2 separate regions of the Rattus norvegicus genome follow, and region 2 is linked to region 1. Evidence: chromatin contacts called from public Hi-C data. All regions are on one chromosome and are shown on one strand. The core of a region is the stretch at or near the end of the contact, and the rest is flanking DNA. Distances in the headings are between cores, read along the strand shown.

Region 1 (5,684 bases), core at 1,508-4,007:
AGATGACTCAGGGGGCTGGCCATGGGGCCTTAGGTACAGGAGGGCGCTGGGCTTTTTGGCTCTGGATGGTCCAGGCAAAATCCTTTAACTCAGACACTGCTTCAAGTTAGAAACTGTTTTGATCTAAGAAGTCGTCATCTGTGGTAAATGGAATAATGTAATCAGGACTTAGCATGAAAAACAAATTTATTCTGTCCAAAGTCATTACCTTGAAGGATATAGGCCGCTAACAAGGCAGCATCTGATGTTTTACAGAGAAGACGGCCGTGGTAGAGATCCCTTTTGATCTGCAGGAAGACTAAGTACCTGTGGAGACAACGGAAAATGAACTAGAAAGGATTGTTTTCATTGCTTTAAAGACACAAATATGTAATTTAAGCCTATCAAAATCCTTGTCCTACATTAGTTTTTTTCCCCATATCATAGAACAAATACATTTTCCATTTCCGTGCAGGCTCTCAAGACGCTTTGCTCTGCACTGTCAACTGTTGAAGGTTCAGATCAATACCTTATTTCTATGGCTCAGCACAGATATATCACTTCCTGGTATAAAGTATCACCCAAGCCCCCATTCCTTGCCGCCTCCAAAGTGCTGGGATCTGGAAGGAGCCAGCCTCTGGCTGTGTGATACAACTGGAAAAAAATGGAGCCATCAGAGACGGGGAAATGGACCTGCCTTGGCCTCTGGCAGAGTAAAGGAATGGTGGGTAAAGGAAGAGGCCAAAGGAAGAGATCGGGTGGGGCTTTCAGTCGATGTTCCCCTGCGAATTATGGGCAGAGGCCAATCAGATCTCTCCAAATCCAAATAAAAAGTGAGACGCGAGGCGCTGCTGAGATAGCTTTGGTGGTTAAGAACGGCTACTGTCTATGCTTGGTCCCCAGAATCCACACTGGGTGGCTCAACCTGTTGATAGCTTGTTCCAGAGTATCTGACCTTTGACACCTCTAGATACACCCCACCACACACACTTTAAATGAGTTAAAAATGTGAGAAGCGGTACTCGTGTGAGAGCATAAAAGCAGGACCTGTGGCTAACACCTCTTAGAACACAGAGTGTACATGTGAGGTAGAGGTAGGGTATCGGGAAGAGGAGTCGTCCCTTCTCCGAGCCCCCGTCCGGTAGGACCGATGCTGCATGATTCACCACTCATAGCTCATTTCATTCTTACCCAGCACTGTGAAATAGGTGTTATTACTACCTCCACTTTGTCCAGATAAAGCTCAGGCTTTAGTGGTTTTCTCACAGACACACAACTACCTGGCAAAGGCCAGATCCAAATTCGTAACGTCAGGACCCTGGCTCTTTACCACCGGATGATCCTGTCCTCTGAGACTGTACCTGCTCTGTGGCGTCTCAGGCAGCTGGACGGCCCCTGACACAGTGGGATGGTCTGACACAAGAGTGTGCTGACAGATGACCACATTCTCACACGTCTCCCAACAAGAGCAGACCTAAGGCTACAAGGCACATCAGTCCCTTCAGTGGGTCCCTGTGGCCAGGAGGCCCCTGTGGTGGGTCAAAAATACAACCTTGGGGGCTGGAGAGATGGCTCAGCGGTTAAGAGCACTGACTGCTCTTCCAGAGGTCCTGAGTTCAATTCCCAGCAACCACATGGTGGCTCACAGCCATCTGTAGTGGGATCTGATGCCCTCTTCTGGTGTGTCTGAAGACAATGATGGTTTACTCACATGTATTAAATAAATACACAAATAAATCTTAAAAAATACAACCGTGGCTCTTTCACACACTTGTTTCATGAGATAATGCTTGATCCTCACCTCTTGAGTAGATGCGGGTCTTAGTGCTTTGCTGTTAGTGACAAAACGGAAGTGACTGGCTTGTCACCGAGTCAACTCAGCTGCTTTGTTCTTTCTCTGGAGAACACTTACACTGCCCTGCTGAAAGGCCCTTGGTGGAGAGGGGGTGCTGTCTGCCATCAGTCACATGCCTTTAGATGAATCAAGTCCCAGCCACTTCATGACTGATCCTGAGCTGGAAGCTACCGGCTTCTCAACCCATACAAGGCCTGAGATGGCCAGTTACCCTAAGCTAGGGTTGACAGACTTTGTTAGACAGCCACATATGACCACGGCACCCCTGGGGAGCAAGGAGGAATGGAATGTGAGCCCCTTCAGTTCCACTGACTTCTAGCAGCAAAATTTAGGCCTCTTTGGCTAATTGGCTTCCTCTGTTTTAAACTCAGTCTGAATTACTTGTCCAATTAATCATGTAAAAATGGGGGGGGGAGAGAGAGAGAGAGAGAGAGAGAGAGAGAGAGAGAGAGAGAGAGAGAGAGAGAGAAAACCATCACCATCTACAGTACAACTTTTGGAGGAAGTGGAGTGTGAGCTCTGGGTGCCAAGAATGGAGACTCAGTCAAGATCAGGCAGCTGTCCAAGGCCCCCTTGCCTTGCTACTCCAAGTACAGCGTCCACCAGCAGTACTGGTATTATTTGGAGCCTGCACCTTATACCAAGCTCCTCACGTGACATGCCCATAAGAGGCAGAGTCCGAGGAAATGCAGAAGTAACCCTGTGACCAAGGTATCATTTTGACCACGTCCATACATGGTACCTTCCCCAAGGCAAAAGAAAGGGAAGGAGTTCTGCCTGGCAGTTCGTAAGAGCCCTTCCTCTCCTTTACCAAACCCACTTGGCCCAAATATTTGCCAAGAAACACTGGCGTCATGCAGAGTGACTGCTTAAGACGGATCTAACCAACCCAGCCTGTCTGCACTCTGCTTCCCACAGTGAAATGCCACACGGTGTGTGGGAGAGGCGAGCTATCGAGTACTTCCCTGCCTTTCCGTTCCAGCTCCCACCTTCCACAGGTTTTGGCAGGATGTGGATAGAACCTTTGCCCCCAACCATTGCTCACTTCCTGGGCTTAGATTCATGTATCATTCCTTTCTTGCTGCTCATCTGGGACTGAAATCTGGACTAATGGAGGTGTTTCAAACAGAACCCACAGGCCTAGATGGTGATTCTCTGTGTCAGACTGAGGAACGTTCCCCCAGGGTAGCATGTCAGAGGTGCTCCTGTGGCCTGAGAGAGCTGCTCTAGAGTTTCTGAGGTGCCTGGCTTCCTCACACAGAAGATGGCTGCTTAACATTGCTGTGGGTCGGCCCCTGGCAGCATTTCCTGGTGAGCTGGAATGTATGCAGCTTTGTGTGGCTGGGAGACCTTTGGGTTTCTGATGTTATTAGCACGGCTGCAAGGCCTCAGGGGTGAGGAGACAAAAACTCTCAAGCAATGCCAGGGCAAATGGAGGGAAGGAAGAAAGGGCACCACCGTATGTCCTAAGGAAAAGCAGTCATTAGACCACAGCAAGAGGTGAGCTCACAGAATCATCCACCAACATCTTCATAAGGTCCCCTTGGTTTTCTCCCACAGTGGTGTCCAGAAAGTTTTGGGTTGACTTGGTGCTGAAACCGATCACAGCATCATTAAGCCCATGCTCGTGAGACTCCAGCGCCCTCCCACCACACAAGGCCTACGGGGTTATCTTGGTGTGTGGGGCTCTTTCATCAGGACAATTGTGTGTTTGCCAGATGAGCAATCAGCCGCCAGGCCTGCCGGCTGGGTCCAGCCAAGAGCTCTTGCTCCTCAGAGCCAGAGTTAAGGAGCAGAAGTCCCTCAGTTCTTCGCTGAAGAGACATATCCAGGGATGTGTCATGACTTGTCCAGTGTTACCCATCTCAGTCTGTGTCCAGAGCTTTTACTAGCCTGCAGTAATTCATCTATCTACCAGAGGAGAGAGAGGCACCAAAGTGTCACCAGAGAGCAATTCACAGTGGTTCAGAGAGGAAATCAGAGACAATCTTTTTTAAAAAGTTCATGGCTACATATATATATATATATTCTTTATACCCAACATATATGTATATGTATAAATGTATGTATGTGTGTGTGTGTGTATATATATATACACACACACACACACATATAAAACATATATACATACATGAATTTATATATGGGGCTGGAGAGATGGCTCAGTGGTTAAGAACACTGATTCTTTCAGAGAATCTGAGTTCAGTTCCCACAAGGCTGTTCATTATTGCCTGAAACTCCAGCTCCAGAGGATTCAATGCCTGCTTCTAGTTTCCGGGGGCGTGCGTGCACACGCATGCGCGCGCGCGCACACACACACACACACACACACACACACACACACTGATTTCTAAAACAAAGGTTTTATTTTCTATTTATGTGTGTGTTGGGGTTGGGGGACAGCTCGTGAGAGTTGGTTCTTTCCTTCCCACAGGGTGGTGCCAGGGATTGAACTCGGACCTCCAGGCTTGTCAGTGAGTGCCTTTCTCTGCTGAACCCTACCGCTGGCCTCCACCTTGGATACGCAGTCCTCTCTTACTGCTGCTGCTGTTCTACGTCAGCAAGCCTCTAGCCAGTCCTCCCCACCTATCCTGCTGAGTTCTGAGCCTGGGATTTCGCATGCCCGTGGGATGGAATTCAGCATGTTCAGGGTTGCTCAGCGAGCATGTTTATCGGCGCCATCTCACTGGCTGTGGCCGGTTGGCTTGCTTTGTTTGTAAAACTTTGCTTATCTCTTTCTGTCCTTCATAAGGCCAGTAGCATCACAGGTACTCGAGCACAGAAACTGGTCACCCTGTCCCAGTTACATATCAAGGAAAGGAGACAGACGGGCAGCAGGAAACAAAACCCCAATGCTAGCCCCTCTCCGCGAGTACACGCCATGCCCCAGAGTCTGCTGTTGCATATACACTGCCTCTTTCAGGCCTCAAGGACTCCACCAGTAGCTGCCGTTTCTGTCCCATTTTCATACACGAGGAAACTGAGGGCCGACAAGGACTGCTGTTTGCCCTGTCCCGTAACTAAAAATAATCTGAGATTTAAATCCAGCTCCTGCTGATTTCTTAGCCAGGGGTTGGCACACAGGGTCTGCTGGTGTACTTTCTAATAGAACTGGGTTTTACTGGAATACGGCCTTGATTCATTCATGCATCATCTGTGGCTGCTTCCGAAAGGCGCTAATGGAACCGAGGAGTTGTGACACAGACCATATGGTTCCAAAAGCCCAAAACACTCATTTTCTGTCCCTTTCCGGAAAGGTTTGGCAATCCATGGTAGCCTAATGGAGCCTCAAATAATATTAATTGAAAGAATAAGCAACTGGGGACTCCATGCGCTGATGCACACGTTCATTCTACCGAATCCCTTTAACGCCTGCTGTGTGCCGGGCCCTCCGCCTCCTGGTGAAGTGCGGCTGTGCTCACACTCTGTTTCCTTCTGGCACTTGGTCTCTCAGAGTTCACCCGCCTGTGGTCCCTGGTAAAAGCAACACCTGGTGCCCAAGCCTTCATTTTCTTGACCCCATTGCCAGTTTAGACAAGAAAATCTATTTATTATTTATAAAAAACAAAAGGAGATTAACCAGGATTTGGAAACTAAGTCTGTGCTGTGGGAAGGTCTCAGTGGATAAGGTGAGGTAGAGATTTTCACTCTCGGCTCACCCCTTCCTTCCCTTCTTAGCCTCGTTCCACAGAAGTGGCTGAGGTGGCAGTGAAATTTAGGAGTGAGATTGCCAGGAAACAAAACAAAACAAAACAAAACAAAACAGACCCGACACACTGACAACTAAATTAGTTGGCAGCAAGGTGGGATGATGTGACGAGGGGCTCAGAGCCAGGAATGAATTATGGGT
Region 2 (5,684 bases), core at 1,331-3,830, 390 kb after region 1:
AGGTGCCTCCTGATGCCAGAGGTGTCATATCTCCTGAAGCTGCAGTTATAGCTAACAATTGGGTGCTGAGAACTCAACATGGTGGCCCGTAACAGTAGCCAGGGCTCTTCTCTAGAACTCTAAACATTTTTAAATAAAAATTAACTTATTACAAAAAGTTATTTCAAACTTGCATGGTTCTAAAAAAGTAAAACATGCCATTCACAGACTCTTTCGTGCGTTTTTCATTCTTCCAGAGTTCTGAGATCCAGCGCCCTCTTCTGGCTTTCTATGGCACAAGACACCGGTAAACATGCAAGTAAAACACTCATACATGTAAAAACAAGAGAGCAAGAGCAAGAGAGATCGATAATCTGCGGTTCTGCGGAGGCCTAATGATCTCAGTGTCATTTCTGAATTACACAAGGTGGCATGAGAGATTCTCAGAATTGTCCTCTGACCTTCACATTTAACAGTGGTATGTGTGCGCCTACACAAATACACGAAATAAAAACGTATACAAAATAATTTTAGTACTCAATAGGGATAACTGCTCGGTTTACATTCTATTACTTTCCATCATACACACTAGATAATCATTAGTTTTTGATTTTCAGTTAGCCTTTCAGGAATCTGATTATATGGACTCTCAATTTCTTCTGTGCTCGGTATACCATCGGCTCTCAATGTTTTATTCAAAGATTTCTTTACCTTTTCTCTCTTCTTTTGGAGCCACGTTCTCATTGAGCTGGTCAGGCTCTTTGGAACTTTTAAATCCCCTGCCTCAGTAATCGAGCCTTATGATTAACTGGCCGGTTGCACCATGCTCAGTCTGAAACCAATTCTGTGCTTGGGAAGATTTAAATTGCAAATGGACTCAGCTCTAACAGGATCATGACAACCCACCGACTCAAGGAGAAACAATATTGACAAGAGCACTCTACACTTCTACATATACCTTTCTGCCTCACACGCTATTGTCCGGCCATTACCCCACTCCCTCTTTTTCTACAGATAGTGGCCCTACACGATTCTATCTTGGGATTTTCCTTTGTTTCCGTTTTCTTTCTTTTTTTTTTTTTTTTCCTTTTTTTTTTTTTTTCCGGAGCTGGGGACCGAACCCAGGGTCTTGCGCTTGCTAGGCAAGCGCTCTACCACTGAGCTAAATCCCCAACCCTGTTTCCGTTTTCTAAGAACACAACTTTTACAAAATCAACTCTCATTTATGCTTCACTTAGGGAAGTCTTATATTTTTGGTTGTGAGCCTAGCCTTTAACGGCTGAGCCATCTCTCCAGCCCACTTAGGTAAGTCTTATGGAAAGCTCCCCAGACCCTGTCGCTGGCATAATCACATGCTATCCTACTACGCTTATTATTTCTCATCTATAATTAATTTTGTCACGCCCTTACCCGTCTTCTTTGGTGGAGTGTTAACTCTGGGAACGCAGTGACTGCTTTTCCTAATTCAGTTACACAGCATGTTCTCAATCAACATTTGTTATAGAATAATGAGAACAGCTTGGAATTTCAGTCAAAAGCTCCATCTAGACCAGTGTTTCTCAACCTATGGGTTGCGACCCTTAAAAGGTCAAACCACCGGTTGGACAAGGATCATAGGAAAACAGATATTTACATTACGATTCATAACAGTAGCAAAATTACAGCTATGAAGTAGCAACAAAGATAATTTTATGGTTGGTGGGTCACCACACATGAGGAACTGTCTTAAAGGGTTCCAGCATCAAGAAGGTTAAGAACCATGTAGATTCTAGATGAAGTCCACAGTCGTGTGTGAAAATCCACTTGAAAGACTCGAGTTTTAAGTGTACAGGATCACCGCCCACATCGCGAGGAAGGGAAGGGTAACCGTCTCTTTCACAGGTCCGAGGACAACAGGGGTTTCCGCTAGAAAAGTGAGCTAGGAAGAGAACCTCGGGGACACCCCGCGAATCTCCAAAAGCACCGGCACCAGGATGGGTCTGGCCTTGGGGAGCGCTCGGTACTGGCTCCGGCTCCAGCGCGCCAAGCCGTTAGCACCGCCCCTTCCCGCCGGCTCCACCCACCGCCGCCTAGTCACTAACCCTGGCTGCCGGGTGCGCGGCGCGTTCTTAAACCCCGCCTCCCGGGCTAGGGCGCGCTCTCCGCGTCGCCCGGCCCTAGGCGGTTCCGTTAGCGGCGGGAGGGAAAACCGCCCCCGGCGTCCCCGCCTCTGCTGCTAACGCTTTCCTCCCTACTCCCCCTGCGACCACCCCGCAGCTCGCTACGGAGGCCCCCGAAGTACAAACGTCCCTCACGCTCCGAGCCCCCTCGGAGGCTGCGTCCAGTCTGACTCCTCGGGCCCTAAAGCCCTGTGCTCATTTTTCTTTGTTTTTTGTTTCTTGTTTTTCTTTTAGTCAGGAATTCGCACTGGTGAGTTCCCTAAGGCGGCAGAAACTTTTGCCTCTTCACGGAAGTAAAAGTTGGTTCTCTTTTACCCGCTGCCGCCCAGGCCTCCCGCATTCCTTCCCTCCCGCCTCTCCGGATAGTGGCGGGCGGGGGAGGAGGAAGCCAGAGCGCCTGCGCGGGGAGGCCGCTTTCCATCCGGGTCCCTGTCCGTGCGGTGCAGCAGGTCGGTAGGCGGGAAATGGCGACTGGCTGAAGGAGCTGGTTCTGTTGCTGCTGAGGGATAAGCGGGAAAGACACCACCTATTGCGCAGTTGGGACCATCGCCGGAGCCCGAGGACACTTTTCTGTCGTCACAGTGAAGGTAATTCCCTTGGTCCAAACGCTGCCGTTGCTCCGAAGCTCAGTCCTCTCCCAGGGCCGTCTGCCGGGATCTCCTCCCCTTCTCAAGCCGAGCCTTCAGCGGTTCCAGCACGTCCGTAGGCATGCACTGTTGGCGCCTTGTACGTTCACTATGTGGAAGCCGCTCTGGTTTGGACTTTCCCCAGGGAACGGCAAGGGAGCTCACTTCCCGCCAGCTTCAGTTCTCAGGCTGCGGCCTGTGTTGTGATTTCTGGGGTTCGATTTCACCCACCCCCAGCCCCATCTCACGTTCCTAGTCTCCGACCCCGTGGACCTTAGAGCTAATTAAGTTGGATTGCCTTTTCGAACCTTCTTGTGGACCCACGTAATGTTTTCGGTATTTCATTCTTGTAGGGTGCATTAGGGGGGCGTTGCTCTCTGTACTTGAGCTCTTACAAACACCCTTTGAGAATCTGGAAAGAGGTAACTGGAACTTCTGTCCGTCTTCTGTACTGGAAAAATGTTGAGTTGACATTACTACTGTTAGAAATCAAGTGTGGTAGTAAAAACCAGCTTATGTAGGAAGCCTCCGATTTCCATAGTGGTTAGTTAAGGGTGAGTCTTAATTATACTTAACGTGCTGTTTACTTTGGGTATATCCGTATGAGTTTACTTACGAATTTACTTTTGCGTTCTTGACCAGGATTCTGTGAAAATTAATTGCATAAGTAAATGGTGTTTATTTACTTCTCGCCCTAGTGGTAGCTGAATGTGTGAATGATTTTAAACACTTTAAGAGTACCTCAGGGAAACCTACTGAGATGCTGCTGAGACACTACCCTAAGCTGCTGAGATGAGTATCCTTAGAAGACATTACTCCAAGGCAGGAATTTATCTTTCTCATGCTACTAAGACAATACCAAGATTACGTTTACATCCGCATACAAATTAGTGCCTTGAAATGATAGGCTTATCTACATAATTTTTAGATTGTAGATTGCTTATTTCGATTCATCAAATGCCAAGTTACATTTGTGTGGTCCAGCAATTATCTCTATAAAAGCGAAAGAGTAAAATGACATGTGGAAGCTATTTTTTACTTTTTTTTTTTTTTAAATAAAGAGTTCCTCGGTTTTTTGAATGCTTTGGCCATGTTGAATTTGCGGCATTATAGGTGTTTTCCTTGGGAATAAAAATGAAGATTAAAACATGGCTTATATTACATATCAGTTACTGTTTCTCATTCTCATAGGTGCAGCCTAGAGTATTTCACTTGCTGTTCACATATTAGGATTAAATTTCAGTAATAAGCAGGCACATGCAAACATCATTATAGTTTTATTTGAAAGACTTAGCCCAAGGTCATAAAGAAAGCCAAGGTAAAATATAGCTCTCATATGACGTAGTTTTAGGAATGAGCTGGGCCTCACTGCTTTTCTAGGATTGTTTGATTTAGGGGCTTGGGGAGTGAAAGTTTAGACATACTAAATACTTATTGAGTCATTTTATTTTAAAATAGGACCAATTATGCTGCTACTCAGAAGAATTAGGATAAATTATTTCTAGAGCAGGCTTTCTCTGTTTTAACGATGTTTTGGGGGGTGGTTTTTGATACAATTTAGTTTATAGGTAGTAGAATCAGTATTATAGACTATGGCTAAGATTTTCCCAAGTTAGTTACTACTGCATTCAACTAGACCCTATATTCTCGTTTTGTCTTGTTTATTTTTGATTTTTTGAGACATAATTGTGTATGAGAGAGAGAGAGAGAGAGAGAGAGAGAGAGAGAGAGAGAGGCATTGAACTCAAAGAGATGGACCTGCCTCTGTCTCTGTAGTTGTATTGCAGTGATAAGATTGTGTAGGAATACCAAATAGGACAGTTATGTTTTAGGTATTCTGTTCTGCATAGTGCTAGTGCCTTACAGATATTTCATTTGAACTAGGGGTGCCCCCCCTTAAGAAGTTGATGATTGGTAAAGTTTTATCTTTTCCAAATTAACCTAGCTTACTACAAGATTGTATTTGATCAAATGGCTTCTTTGTAGGGTGATTTGAATAAAATCTGGCTGGATATGTAGCGTAGTTGGTAAAGTGCTTGCCTAGCATTAAGGAAGCCCCATGTTGCTAAATCCCCATCACCAGATGAGCTGCTTATGGTGGTTCCTGCCTGTAACCTCAGGGAAATGGAAGCAGAAGAGTCAGAAGTTCATAGTCATCCTCAGCTGTATTACAAATTGGAGGCCAGCTTGCCTCCATGAGGCCCTGACTCTAAAAGAAACTTGAACCTGTTCAGAAAGGATATACTGGACAAAGACTTGTAATTAACTGCAGAATCAATTGCTGACTGATAAAGTATGATGTTATCTTAGTTATATTACATTATGCTTTTGACTGGTGAATCAAAAATAAATAAAGAATATAGTGTTTTGCCAGAATTTGAAAAGGGCAGCATCTCCCTGTATTTGTAATTTATCAAGTTTTTATGAAAATATAAGGGAAGAAAAATACTTTAAGTCACATATCAAATGTGTGAAGAGGACCTTATACATAGTGTTCTCTTGGGTAATTTTTATTAGTAGATTAAAATCACCAAGCCATTTTAAACTGGATTGGGTACAGGTGGTCATTTGTGCTACATTGAGAATGAAATTGTTTATTTATATACTTGTTGTTGTTTTTTTTTGTTTTTTTTTTTGTTTGTTTTTTTTAAGTGAGACAGGGTTTGGCTATATAGCCCAAGCTTAATCAAACTCCAGATCCTTCTGCCTCAACCAGGAGTGCTGGGATTAAAGGTGAGTGCCACTAGGTTCCAGGCTTAGGCTATTTAACAGGCATAAAATTTGCTTGAATGAGCACTTTTGACCAGTTTTTGCTTACTTTTCTGACATCCTTATACCCTAACCTAAGCCAGAGGTATTCACTAATGTTTGTATGAGTCTATGTTTTTTATCCTCCTTAAGAAAAAGTGCCATTTTATAG

The links. A called contact is a pair of places that touch in the nucleus more often than the background predicts.
Region 2: a Hi-C map of the A7r5 cell line shows a contact between it and region 1, with 6 times the contacts expected there. The contact joins the promoter of Ctdspl2 here to the enhancer-like site in region 1. A contact is called at or near these places in 5 of 12 Hi-C or Micro-C datasets (the A7r5 cell line, the Rat2 cell line, Schwann cells and 2 more) and 1 of 1 datasets of contacts at active chromatin or transcription factors (oligodendrocytes).

Annotation. Positions count from the first base shown.
Region 1 is chr3:128,975,789-128,981,472 of GRCr8, forward strand. It overlaps Frmd5 (FERM domain containing 5), which reads right to left. Exons shown (of 14, transcript XM_008762214.4): 5 at 209-306. Among named protein-coding and RNA genes, the nearest start is that of Wdr76, 68 kb to the left of the region's middle. Within about 2 kb of position 2,758, at least 11 of the 93 cell types and tissues checked have an H3K27ac peak or open chromatin away from gene starts, as enhancers often do. A contact at or near this core is called in the A7r5 cell line, where this site is marked.
Region 2 is chr3:129,366,358-129,372,041 of GRCr8, forward strand. It overlaps Ctdspl2 (CTD small phosphatase like 2), which reads left to right and starts at 2,581. Exons shown (of 13, transcript NM_001409574.2): 1 at 2,581-2,725.